Regions from separate parts of the Xenopus laevis genome. Here region 1 is linked to region 2. A link is a contact called in public Hi-C data. All regions are on one chromosome and are shown on one strand. Each heading gives the region's core, a stretch centred on a gene start, on an enhancer-like site or on the middle of the called end of the contact. The rest is flanking DNA. Distances are from core to core; before and after follow the strand shown.

Evidence for each region. A called contact is a pair of places that touch in the nucleus more often than the background predicts.
Region 1: a Hi-C map of the XL177 cell line shows a contact between it and region 2, with 4 times the contacts expected there. The contact joins the enhancer-like site here to the promoter of acvrl1.L in region 2. A contact is called at or near these places in 2 of 4 Hi-C or Micro-C datasets (the XL177 cell line and the XTC cell line).

The regions. Positions count from the first base shown.
Region 1 is chr2L:141,785,328-141,791,006 of Xenopus_laevis_v10.1, forward strand. No RefSeq gene overlaps it. Among protein-coding and RNA genes, the nearest start is that of LOC108708539, 30 kb to the left of the region's middle. Within about 2 kb of position 4,039, at least 1 of the 7 cell types and tissues checked has an H3K27ac peak or open chromatin away from gene starts, as enhancers often do.
Region 2 is chr2L:141,577,249-141,582,870 of Xenopus_laevis_v10.1, forward strand. acvrl1.L (activin receptor type-1) reads left to right here and starts at 2,859. Exons shown (of 11, transcript XM_018247346.2): 1 at 2,859-3,227.

The sequences.
Region 1 (5,679 bases), core at 2,789-5,288, 210 kb after region 2:
TGACATTACAGTGGAAGCTTAAGTTCTGCTCACTTTCTGTCCATATATATTTAGCAGCTTTGGTTCCTACTATGCTGTGCATTCTTTGTGGACACCAGCAAAAACGAAAAAAAAACCACTAATTGTTGCTTAAAATTTTGTAGGTACTGAATCTATATATTTATTTACAACATAGTATTGCTGACAGGGGGAACAGACAGCGACATGAATAAAAATAGGGAAAAAAATAGCAGCTTAGCAATAATCAGCACTGGAATATTCACTGCATTCTTACCAGTGCCCACTCCGGGCACACTTTACCCCTCACATTGTCACTTTAGTGTATTAGTGGGGTACTGACCCACTAGCTTTTCTCATTAGAGCTCAGGCTGTTCATCTCCACCATCTTTGATGCTATTTTAGGACCAAGATGTAGATGTAGCCATCACTTTGTTAGTCCTTTAGATCCACAACACACAGCCCTTTATTGAGACTTTCTAAGCCGGCTCTAGACTTAAACTATTCTCTAAGGGGGGAATCTGAGAGTCTCAACCTTTATACTTATAGGGGTCACCTGATCCTGCCTGTTACAAAGGCTACTTGTGCCTCAGTGGGGCAACATTAAACTCTCCCACTATAATTTCCCCAGGGAAATACTCCCCTAGCTTGGTTACTTTGCCCCATTTTCTTATTTAAGCAGACATACAAATGGTGAAGTTAACGAATGCAGTGCATAATGCACACTTGCCCATTGCCCAAATACATATTTTAATAGACAAAGGGCAGAAACATTTTTTTTTTCACCAGAAAAAATACTTCTGTAATGAATGAACAATTGGACATGTGTGATACTCTTTCAAGCATTAAGGGGCAACATGTACTTTAGTTTTATTGTTTAGGTGTTAGCAAGTTATTTTGTGGCTCCATATATAATATACATACGTAAACAGTGAAATGAACCATGAACAAAAGGCAAGACAAAAGACCGACAGTCCCTAAAAGACATCTTTGAATAATTAATTCCTCAGTAAGCACAGAAGTTGCTAGTTTTTCAAGAGATGAAAGACAATTAGTCTGGTAGGAATGGCTTTGGAGCCATTGTGTGTCTGTGTGTTGAATCAACTGAGAAAATATGAAACATGAGTTGCACGTCTACACTGGTGAGTCTCTTGGAGAGAGTTTATTTTATAAAGAGAAGCGCAAGCCAGAACTTGAGATGAAAGTACTGAATAGTCTATCTGTGAGATAACAAGCGTCCATAGATTTGAATAGTTATTATACTGAGATCCTCAAAGCAAATTTGAACAATTCATAAAAGTCAATAGACTAGAATTAGTTACGAAAAAGTATTGTTTTGCAAACCATTCTGTGTTTACTGAAATGGAGCTAGATTAAAATAGATTCTCAACATTAGGTGTGTTTGTGTCATGCCCATTTCTTTGATCAGGTAAGTGTCTTGTACATCATAGGGATTGGTTTAGAAAGCTGACATGGTTATAAAGATACAGGGATGGCAATGCTAAAGCCCTCCTGCTCTTATGAACCATGTGACCACCATGTTCCCTATAAACAAATTGTAGTTCCACATATTTTGACATGTCCTGCCTTTATAATGCAAAAGTTGGCATGTTGGTGATGAGAATTACCTATCTGAAATGATAAGTTAATGGCATATAAGTTTCAGGATTGGCAGTCTCACCCACTAACATCACAAGTTTGGTGACTACCAGCATATACATGTTCTGTGTATACTTGATTACAGTCCCACCTCTGAAGGCAGTGCCTGTGGAGTGTTGTTTATTGATCAACTGTACATGTTTAACTGTATTTAGATCCACTGCTCCCCACAGACAACATGATACATAGGACTTTCTATTGGGTGGGTCCTTGCTTTAATACTGGAGGAAGTGTCCATGTTGAAATACTTTACTTCTTTACAACAACTTGGGTGCCAGCCAGACCAGGACTGGCAATCTGTGGATTCTGGCAAGTACCAGAGGGAGTGCTGGCAGAATCTGTATGCAGTCACTATTGAGTGGGCTGGCGGGGTGATGTTTAGGCCTCTGTGCACTTGAAATGCCAGTGCCTTGTTTGAATCCAAATCCAGGGCTGGGGCCAGCGGTTCTTTAAAACACAGTAAACTCATTCTTATTCACAAGTTACAATAAAGCCTTTCTTTCAATAAGTTTCACAGATCTTCCTTTCAGATGGTACCCTGTATATACAGTAACTTCTGAGATCTTAGACATACACACAAGCAGGTTAGTAGTTTCAATCAGATGTAGTATTCACTCAACAGGTGTCCAGCTACAGACTACAAGACCCTCGCTTTGGTGCTCCTCTTTGTCCTCCTTACTGTACCTGAGGATATATGTTTGATGATGGGTTATTCCCAGGGTGCTAACACTTCTGTTCTCCTCACTGAAGCCTCTGGCTGCTCTACTAACTACCTTAAGTTTATGTCACACTCCTAAAGTTAGGTTTACTGGAGCTGGCCCTCACATTAGCTAGTCCTACTTCAAGAACTTGTTCATCCTACTGATGCCTCATTCCTCAGGCTGTTAGTAGGGTTGCCACCTTGCCGGTATTTTACCGGCCTGGCCGGTAAAAATGATGCTTGATGGCAATGTTATTAATAGGAAAAAAGGCAAGAATATAGGCCGGTATTTTTTTCCAAAAAAGGTGGCAACCCTAGCTGTTAGTAACACCCACCCTGTTCAGCAAGTGGAGTCCAAATGGAGTCCATTGACCCTTGACTTGTATAATCTCCTCTCACAGACTAGTTAACCCGCGTGACACCCCTGGCCAATGAAGAGCTCCCCTCTTCTCCCAAGGACATGCTATCCCTACTAGGCATACTAGCAGGGGAATGACTAAACCCTCAGTTTGATATTGTAGCAGCTTGAGTCCAAGTTACCATAGCCTGGGAAATAAATAGCAAAGGAATTGAATAGAATGTAATACTAAGCAACAATAAAAATAAAATTGTAGTCTCAGCAAATTTTTTTTTTTTACTGTCAGGGTCAGGAAAGAAGCAGAAGAGGAAGGCAAATACGCAGTAAATAATAAAAACTAAAGACCAACTGAAAACTTGCTAGGAATAGGCCATTCTATTGCATGACACCCCTGGCCAATGTAGAGCTCCCTTCTTCCCCCCAAGGACACACTATGCCTACTAGGCATCCTAGCAGGGTAATGACTAAACCCCTATTCCCCTATGTTCTTGTCTTGCTTTTAAACATTAATGTCATTTTACTTTATCACTAGTTTGCATCTTCAAGAACTCCTCCCAATAAAGCGTCAGGGTACAATGGATCTACCACAAAGAAAACATTTCATAGATCAACAGGTAGTTTTCTTTTGAAAAGTTGAAAGTGCTTTAAAATAACTCAGCTGCTGTGTAGCCAAGCTGGAAAAAGGCACAGGTAACATAGCACATCACAGAAAAAACACAATTGTATTGGACAGGGCTTATCTGTTATGTGCTATGTAACCTGTACTTTTCTCCTTTTTTCCAGCTTGAATGGCTGCCTCCATAGTCACACAGCAGCTTGTTTATATAAACTATAGTAGTCTTTCTGAAGCAAACATGTAGCTTTTCCAGTGCATGCTGCCAGTATATTATATGATAATTACTTTAATTTCTTGGAGTTACTGTTCCTTTTACATTACTGTACTTTTAGAATGAGGAAGGCAGTGACATTCTGAGAAAATTTGCAGTTGGGCTTCATTTTTTATTCTTTTTATCAGGCCATGTTACCATAGCCTGGGAAATAAATAGCAGAGGAATTGAATAGAATGTAATACTAAGCAACAATAAAAGGGTCAGGAAAGAAGCAGAAGAGGAACGCAAATATGCAATAAATAATACAAACTAAAGACCAACTGAAAACTTGCTAGGAATAGGCCATTCTATTGCATACTAAATGTGAATTGCCCCTTTAATAGAACAATCTGCATGTACGCCCTGGCTAGCCTATGGATGGGTGAGAGACTGTGCTTGAGTTGGAAGAATAAGGCAGAGTACACAGACAGAGTCATGCTTTAGAACCATGTAAGATGTGTCTCTTCCAGCCCTTCCTGTCTGCTTTCCTCTGGGATGTTGTGCAATGCCTTGTGTGAGGTTCCCACCCAGATGCACTTCCTGTTTCAGCACTGGTGAGATACACGCTGCTATGTATTTACCCAGGCCACAAAGTACCCATTAGTACATACACTAACCCATCAAACTGGCTCCAGGCTAAAGTACAGATATACATTATCCAAATTACACATCCCATACAAATTACACATCATTTACTTAGATAAAAAGAACTTTAAAAAATTATTTTAATGGGCCAACTTGAAATAGCATGTATACATCGGGAGTCGAAGGAAGAAACATAATATCTGTCCTGCTGTCAGACTTACCGAACCGGGAGGGACCACGGATGGGAGGAAGACAACCCTTACAGCTCCTCTACCAATACACCATCCACTGGTAACAGAGGGAGATCAGTGAAGGTGTAGTATGGGAGCCTGGGATTCCTGGCAGGATGCGCCGGTCTGTGGAGGAGCAGGTCTGGTGTCTGTAGAGATATAGGAAGATGCAGGATTAGTTGCTGGAGTAGTTAAGAGTAGGGAGGACGTCACAGGAACTGTTGCGGCAATCACCTTAGCGTCAACTGCAGGTAATTATGGAAGAGTAGTTGGCAAAATGACAATCAGCACAGATGACACAATAACCGCTTTGTGGTAAAACTACAGTTCCCAGAATTCTCCTTTGGTTCCGACTCAGTTTATCCCGTTTTCTTCTCGGGTGGCAATCACAATATAACAGTCTGTATGAGTCAGCGCTAAAAGCTAGGAGAAATAAAAATGCAGCGCCTAGGAGAGCTACAGCGGGTGGAAGCAACGCAGGTTGGAGCTGACACCAGGCTAATAACACGCATAGTAATTTTCCCCAAGTGGAGATTCGATACGCCTTAAAAATCTTCTAAAATGTGAGTGGAACAATTGTTTTTATTTACACGTTAATAAAAAGGTTTTGCACTACCTTCTGCGCTCTATATTTTCCGACAGCACGGAACAGCCACAGAGCAGACTACCCTGGTTATATTTGAATGCCTAAAAGTCTTCAAACGTTTGTAAGTATCCAACTTATAAGTAAGACATGTGGTGGAAGTAACAAGTAATCAAGCCCCTTAAAGTAGAATTACTGTGTGGAACTACAACTACCAACAACCCGCTACACTTAGATTCTCTTTATGCTGCATTCTTATTTCTCCTAGCTTTTAGCGCTGACTCATACAGACTGTTATACAATAACCGCTTTGCTACACTCACAGATTGAGCAGATGGCGTCACATAGATGGAATATCACAGGAAGAGGGTTCCCAGGGTGAAGACTGAAGAGTATTCGAGTAGGATAAACTGGGTCGCAGTGGTGATAAACGTTCAGATGGTAGACAAGAGTCAAGGCAAGAATGCGTATTCGATAACAGGCAAAAGTTCGGCAACAGGAAAACAGGTACAGGCAGGGTTCCAAGGGTTAATACAGCAGCGTAGTCAAAAGGCAAGCAGGTTTGGCAACAGGAGTTCAATATATCAAGCAGGGCTCAAAGGGTTAACACAGAAGCGTAGTCAAAGCAAGCAGGTTCGGCAACAGGAGTTCAAATATAACAAGCAGGGTTCCAAGGGTTAAGCAGGAGCGTAGTCAAA
Region 2 (5,622 bases), core at 1,609-4,108:
AATAATGTTCATTATTGTGTTTATGTTACGGGGCCATTTAAGAGGCCAGGGTAAAGACATGGCCATTAAGAAGTCTCAAGATTTAAAAAGGTAACATGTTTATTTTATGTATCAAAACCACTGAATGTTAACAACTATTTCTACTTGTGTTTAATCACAGTGTTAGCCACTAGTTTTGTCTATGTGTTATTATTAATAAAATGTCATCTACATACAAGGTACAGTTCTGGGAGGACTTGCCATTTGGCATCTTCTTGGAAGATATTTATTAATGCTTGACTATAGAATTAATCTGTTGTAGTCATAATTCTGTCTTTACCCTAAGACATATGTATGTTAGAGAGACAAGTTATGACTTCATGTACCAGCTGCCAGTTGTACCAGCTCTATGTTTAATGTTGCAGTTGTGCTGCTCTAGTTTAAGTGGGAGAAGTTGCCAACTCCATGTTATAGCTTAGAATTAGATCATTCCAGCTTTTGTCAGGTGACAACTTTACAACTGCAATTGACTATGTGAACCAAGAGGCAGGGGTGCTTCACCAATGAGGCGAGTTGAGGCTGTTGCCTCAGGCGGCAGCGCCCCACTAGGTACCAGGAGCAGCAAAAATGCTGCTCCTGGTACTTTAAGAGCGAATTTCCAGGGGAGGGGGAGCAGCAGTTGGCGGCGGAGAAACCAGGATCGCCCCTGCCAAGAGGTGAGAAGTATTTTATCAGTAACACCTGTGGTTTCTGCCCATCCTTCTCTTCTGCTTCTTGTGGGGGTACAAGGGATAAATGAAAACACTTCATATGATCAAGCACGAAGAATTGTACAGCTGACCCCAACAATCGCAAAAATGAACCTTATGCAAATTAAGATTTGCATATTGAATATACAGAATTTGAAATAAGTATCTTTTTAAAGTTTTAGGTTAATGTGTCTCTTATTTCACCTGCTGCAGTTATGAGATATTCTAGAATTATGAATGTTTTTGCTTAGCTTGATAAAAGAAAAAAATCTTGTAAATGCATGTGTAAAATGTAATATCTCTTTTACAAACCTCAAAATACATTTTGAGAATTAAGTGTAAAGGGGGTAGATGAAGGCCAGAAAATGTATTTCCCTTTAACTAACAATAGAACACGTGAATTCATGTTAAATTCATAAAATTGATCTACAGCTTTATTTATAAGAAAAAAAAAAAGCAAAGGCTATTGCTAGTGCTTGAATGGATTAAAAAACTGCTATGTGTCCAAATATGCTTCTAAAACTGAGTGTACCCGCCCAGCCAACTCTGATATCTTATGTGCAAATTCACACATTAATACAAGGAAACCCAGTTGTTTCCTCCAGCCTAGACACAGCGGTAATTCAAGGGCTTTGAATAGCCTGTAGATATGTTCCATTAACCCCTGGCTCTATAATGATTTGATAATTTTGTATAAAGACCATTTCTTGAGCTGACCAAAGATAATATATTAGTGTAAGGGTTTCTGTACAACTACAACCCAACAGCTCACACATTGCTGATGTGTCAAGGGGGCCTATCGGCTCCCAGCGGGGAGTAGTCAGGACCAAGGAGGAAGCTTTAGGGGTAAAGTCCAAGAACGCAGTACAAAAGGGTTCAGGCAAAGTCGTGATCCAAATCCAGTCAAGAGTTCAAAGGCAGGCAGAACAAATCAAGGTCAAAGTCCAGGCAATATCAGAATCCAGTAACCAATCCAAACAGAAATATAGAGCACCCAGGAACATAACAAACAGAACCTATACACGGCCATTGAACCGGCATCCTGGGTGTCCTTTTATTTTGTATTTGGCGCCGGGCCACATGATGTCATCACGCCGGCGTCCTGATGCCGGCGTCCTGATGCCAGTGTCACCGTGCCAGCGCCGCTGCTGCCCACGTGGTGGCTATGGGCGCCATCTTTGTTCAGGCGCAGCAGAGGATAGATGCGCCTGCCGGCGCTAAGGTTTGTGACATGATGAACAGCAATTAATACATATGGCACTCTTTATCTGACTGCAACCAAAGACTTCAATCATTTTACAGACCAACATTGTCAGCCCTTATTTTACAACTGGTGGAATGATAGGCAAGTTTGTATTTCTTACTACACAAAAATACCCGATTCCACAGATTGAAAGGAAATTATAATATCTGTCTCTGTTTAGAGACACCAGTTCCCCCATCCCTCCTTATGCCTGACACATAATACACCAACCTTTTTTCCTTTATTTTTATTAACATTTTGTTCAATTAATTTTACATTACTAAGGTTTGTCCATATATTTCCATTATTGAATTTATGGAACACCTGGTTAAATTTTCGTTGATGATACAATGCACCGGATCAAAAATTGCTTCTTGACTTGTCGATCATTTTTGTAAGACAACATTGCTGAACTTTATACCAGTAAACATAACAATTCAACAACTGCGGTGCAGGTTTTTTTGTGAGAAATTCTTAAAAATCTCTTAAAGAGTGGCCCTCCCCTACCAGCTTTTTTCCTATATGTCTGTAGGGTTCACAATCCAATTTTTCTTTGTCTTATAATAAATAATTTGTAACTGAGTTCCACAATTTCCTAAAGGTTTACCTCTACAAAGTAAGTATTGTGCTGCTTTTATGTGTTTGACATTGTTTTTCACAATTTTTAACCTTTTTAAGAACATTTACAATTATTTTGGGTGGAGAGTATTAGCTGGGAGAAACTGCAAAGCATATTTCCCACAGGACCAGAGCATCACTGTTAATGTTCATCCTCAAAGATTAAAACTATATTTTAGGTTCTGTGAAAGTAAACAGAGCCTCATACATGCAAGATGGTTGCTGTAACTAATCGTTCACATGAAAGCTATGGGACCTTTTTGTCAATATTCATTAATCCATTTCGTTTGAGCTTTCACATCGGTGGCTGGGTTCTGAGAAGGGAACTGTGTCATGTGTTGCATCCTGTATTTAACAAAAAAAAAAACAACAGGAAGTTCTGGGATTGCTAGCCAGAAAAAAAGGCTGTTTTTAGAGAGAGGAAACTAAAGACATTAAAAGAGCCATGACGGGAGAGTGCATAGTTTTCTTATAATCAAAACCATGAGCAGGCAGTTAGAAAAAGTTCCATCCAGCTGAGAGAAGGGGCTGATGTGAAGGGAACACAGACTGGACTTGAACAAGAAAATCTGGAAGGTTTATTTCATGAACTGCATCTCAGCGCCAGCTGCTCCTGTGTCACCTGAAAACCCATTCAGGTAAAGTTCAAGACTCCAGACTTTCCTCCTTTCTTTTCCGCGACCTACATTATAGATCTGAGCATAGAACACACGTCTTGATAAAGGCAGCTATCTGACTGCGCTGCATCTGTCGTCTGTTTTCCTGTGTTGAGTGGTAATAAGAGAGATAATATACTGCCAGCGTTCTGCCAGCTTTACTCTGGGAATGGGGATCAAATGTCACACTGTAAGCCAAAGTGGAAAAAGAGAGGCAATTGAAGGCTGTGAAATGTTACCCTGCATTTTCTAAATGGTATTTTATGTATTAGCAATGTTAGTAATACTGTATAATATAATACTGACGCAGCATTGTTAGGCTACAGGATTTATCATTCTCTGCCAGCAGAAAGATATTATAGGATGCTGCTATTTTTACCTTAACTAAAGTTAGAGAGTTAGTTGGTTTAGCACCAATAAGTTGGGCAATCCTATGGTTGTTGCTTTGTAGAACAAGCATACAGCACCTTTTTTGCATTAAAAAACCTTTATTCCAAACATATAGCTTAGACTATGGAAATCAGCTACTTGTCTGGCCGCCATTGACCTTTTATGTAGCTTGACTTTCTCTTGTTATGAGACTCCACTTTAATGTATAATATCATTTTGGTATTTAAGGTATTTAAAGATGTTTGAAGCTGTGATTTAGCAACAACTGGAAGTTTACAGGATAAATGTTTGTTAGAACTAGGGATGTAGCGAACGTCGGAAAAAAAGTTCGCGAACATATTCGCGAACTTGCGCAAAAACGCGAGCGGTTCGCGAACGGTTCGCGAACCCCATAGACTTCAATGGGAAGGCGAACTTTAACATCTAGAAAAGACATTTCTGGCCAGAAAAATGATTTTAAAGTTGTTTAAAGGGTGCAACGACCTGGACAGTGGCATGCCAGAGGGGGATCAAGGGCAAAAATGTATCTGAAAAATCTGCCTGTGTGTGCTTGGAAGAGATAGTGTAGGGGGAGAGCTGTTAGTGATTTCAGGGACAGATGAATAGTAAGTTTGCTGGCTAGTAATCTGCTTGATACTGCTCTGTATTGGAGGGACAGAAGTCTGCAGGGATTTGAGGACATTTTTAGCTTAGGTAGCTTTGCTGGCTAGTAATCTACTGTTCTCTTTAAACAACTGCCATACGTTGACCTTGTAGGCATTGTTTGCCCAGTTTTTTTTGGACGCAGCCACTGAAGCACAGTTGCCATAAAAAATATGCCATATAAATGCTGAAAATAGTAATTTTTCGCCATACGTTGACCTTGTAGACATTGTTTGCCCAGTTTTTTTGGTTGCAGCCACCGAAGCACAGTTGCCAGAAAAAATATGCCATATAAATGCTGAAAATAGTCATTTTTGCCATACGTTGACCTTGTAGGCATTGTTTGCCCAGTTTTTTTGGTCGCAGCCACTGAAGCACAGTTGCCAGAAAAAATATGCCATATAAATGCTGAAAATAGTCATTTTTTGCCATATACGTTGAGTCAACGTATGGCAAAAAATGACTATTTTCAGCATTTATATGGCATATTTTTTCTGGCCTCTGTGCTTCAGTGGCTGCGGCCAAAAAAACTGGGCAAACAATGCCTACAAGGTCAACGTATACACTACTACAGCGGTGGATACGGATTACGTAAAATATATTATGGCTGCTTGAAAAAGTCACTCCGGTGTTTTTTCTGGAGACGGTAATATTATGGATATTTAGACAGAATGTGAACAAGGTCACACAGCTAGATGGCGGGTTGAAGAAAACAGTGTGCAAATAATGCCTACAAGGTCAACGTATACACTACTACAGCGGTGGATACGGATTACGTAAAATATATGAATGCTGCTTGAAAAAAAGTAACTCAAGTGGTTTTTCTAGAGACGATAATATTATCAATATTTAGACAAAATGTGAACAAGCTCACACAGCTAGATGGCGGGTTGAAGAAAACAGTGTGCAAATAATGCCTACAAGGTCAACGTATACACTACTACAGCGGTGGATACGGATTACGTAAAATATATTATGGCTGCTTGAAAAAAGTCACTCCGGTGTTTTTTCTGGAGACGGTAATATTATGGATATTTAGACAGAATGTGAACAAGGTCACACAGCTAGATGGCGGGTTGAAGAAAACAGTGTGCAAATAATGCCTACAAGGTCAACGTATACACTACTACAGCGGTGGATACGGATTACGTAAAATATATGAATGCTGCTTGAAAAAAAGTAACTCAAGTGGTTTTTCTAGAGACGATAATATTATCAATATTTAGACAAAATGTGAACAAGCTCACACAGCTAGATGGCGGGTTGAAGAAAACAGTGTGCAAATAATGCCTACAAGGTCAACGTATACACTACTACAGCGGTGGATACGGATTACGTAAAATAT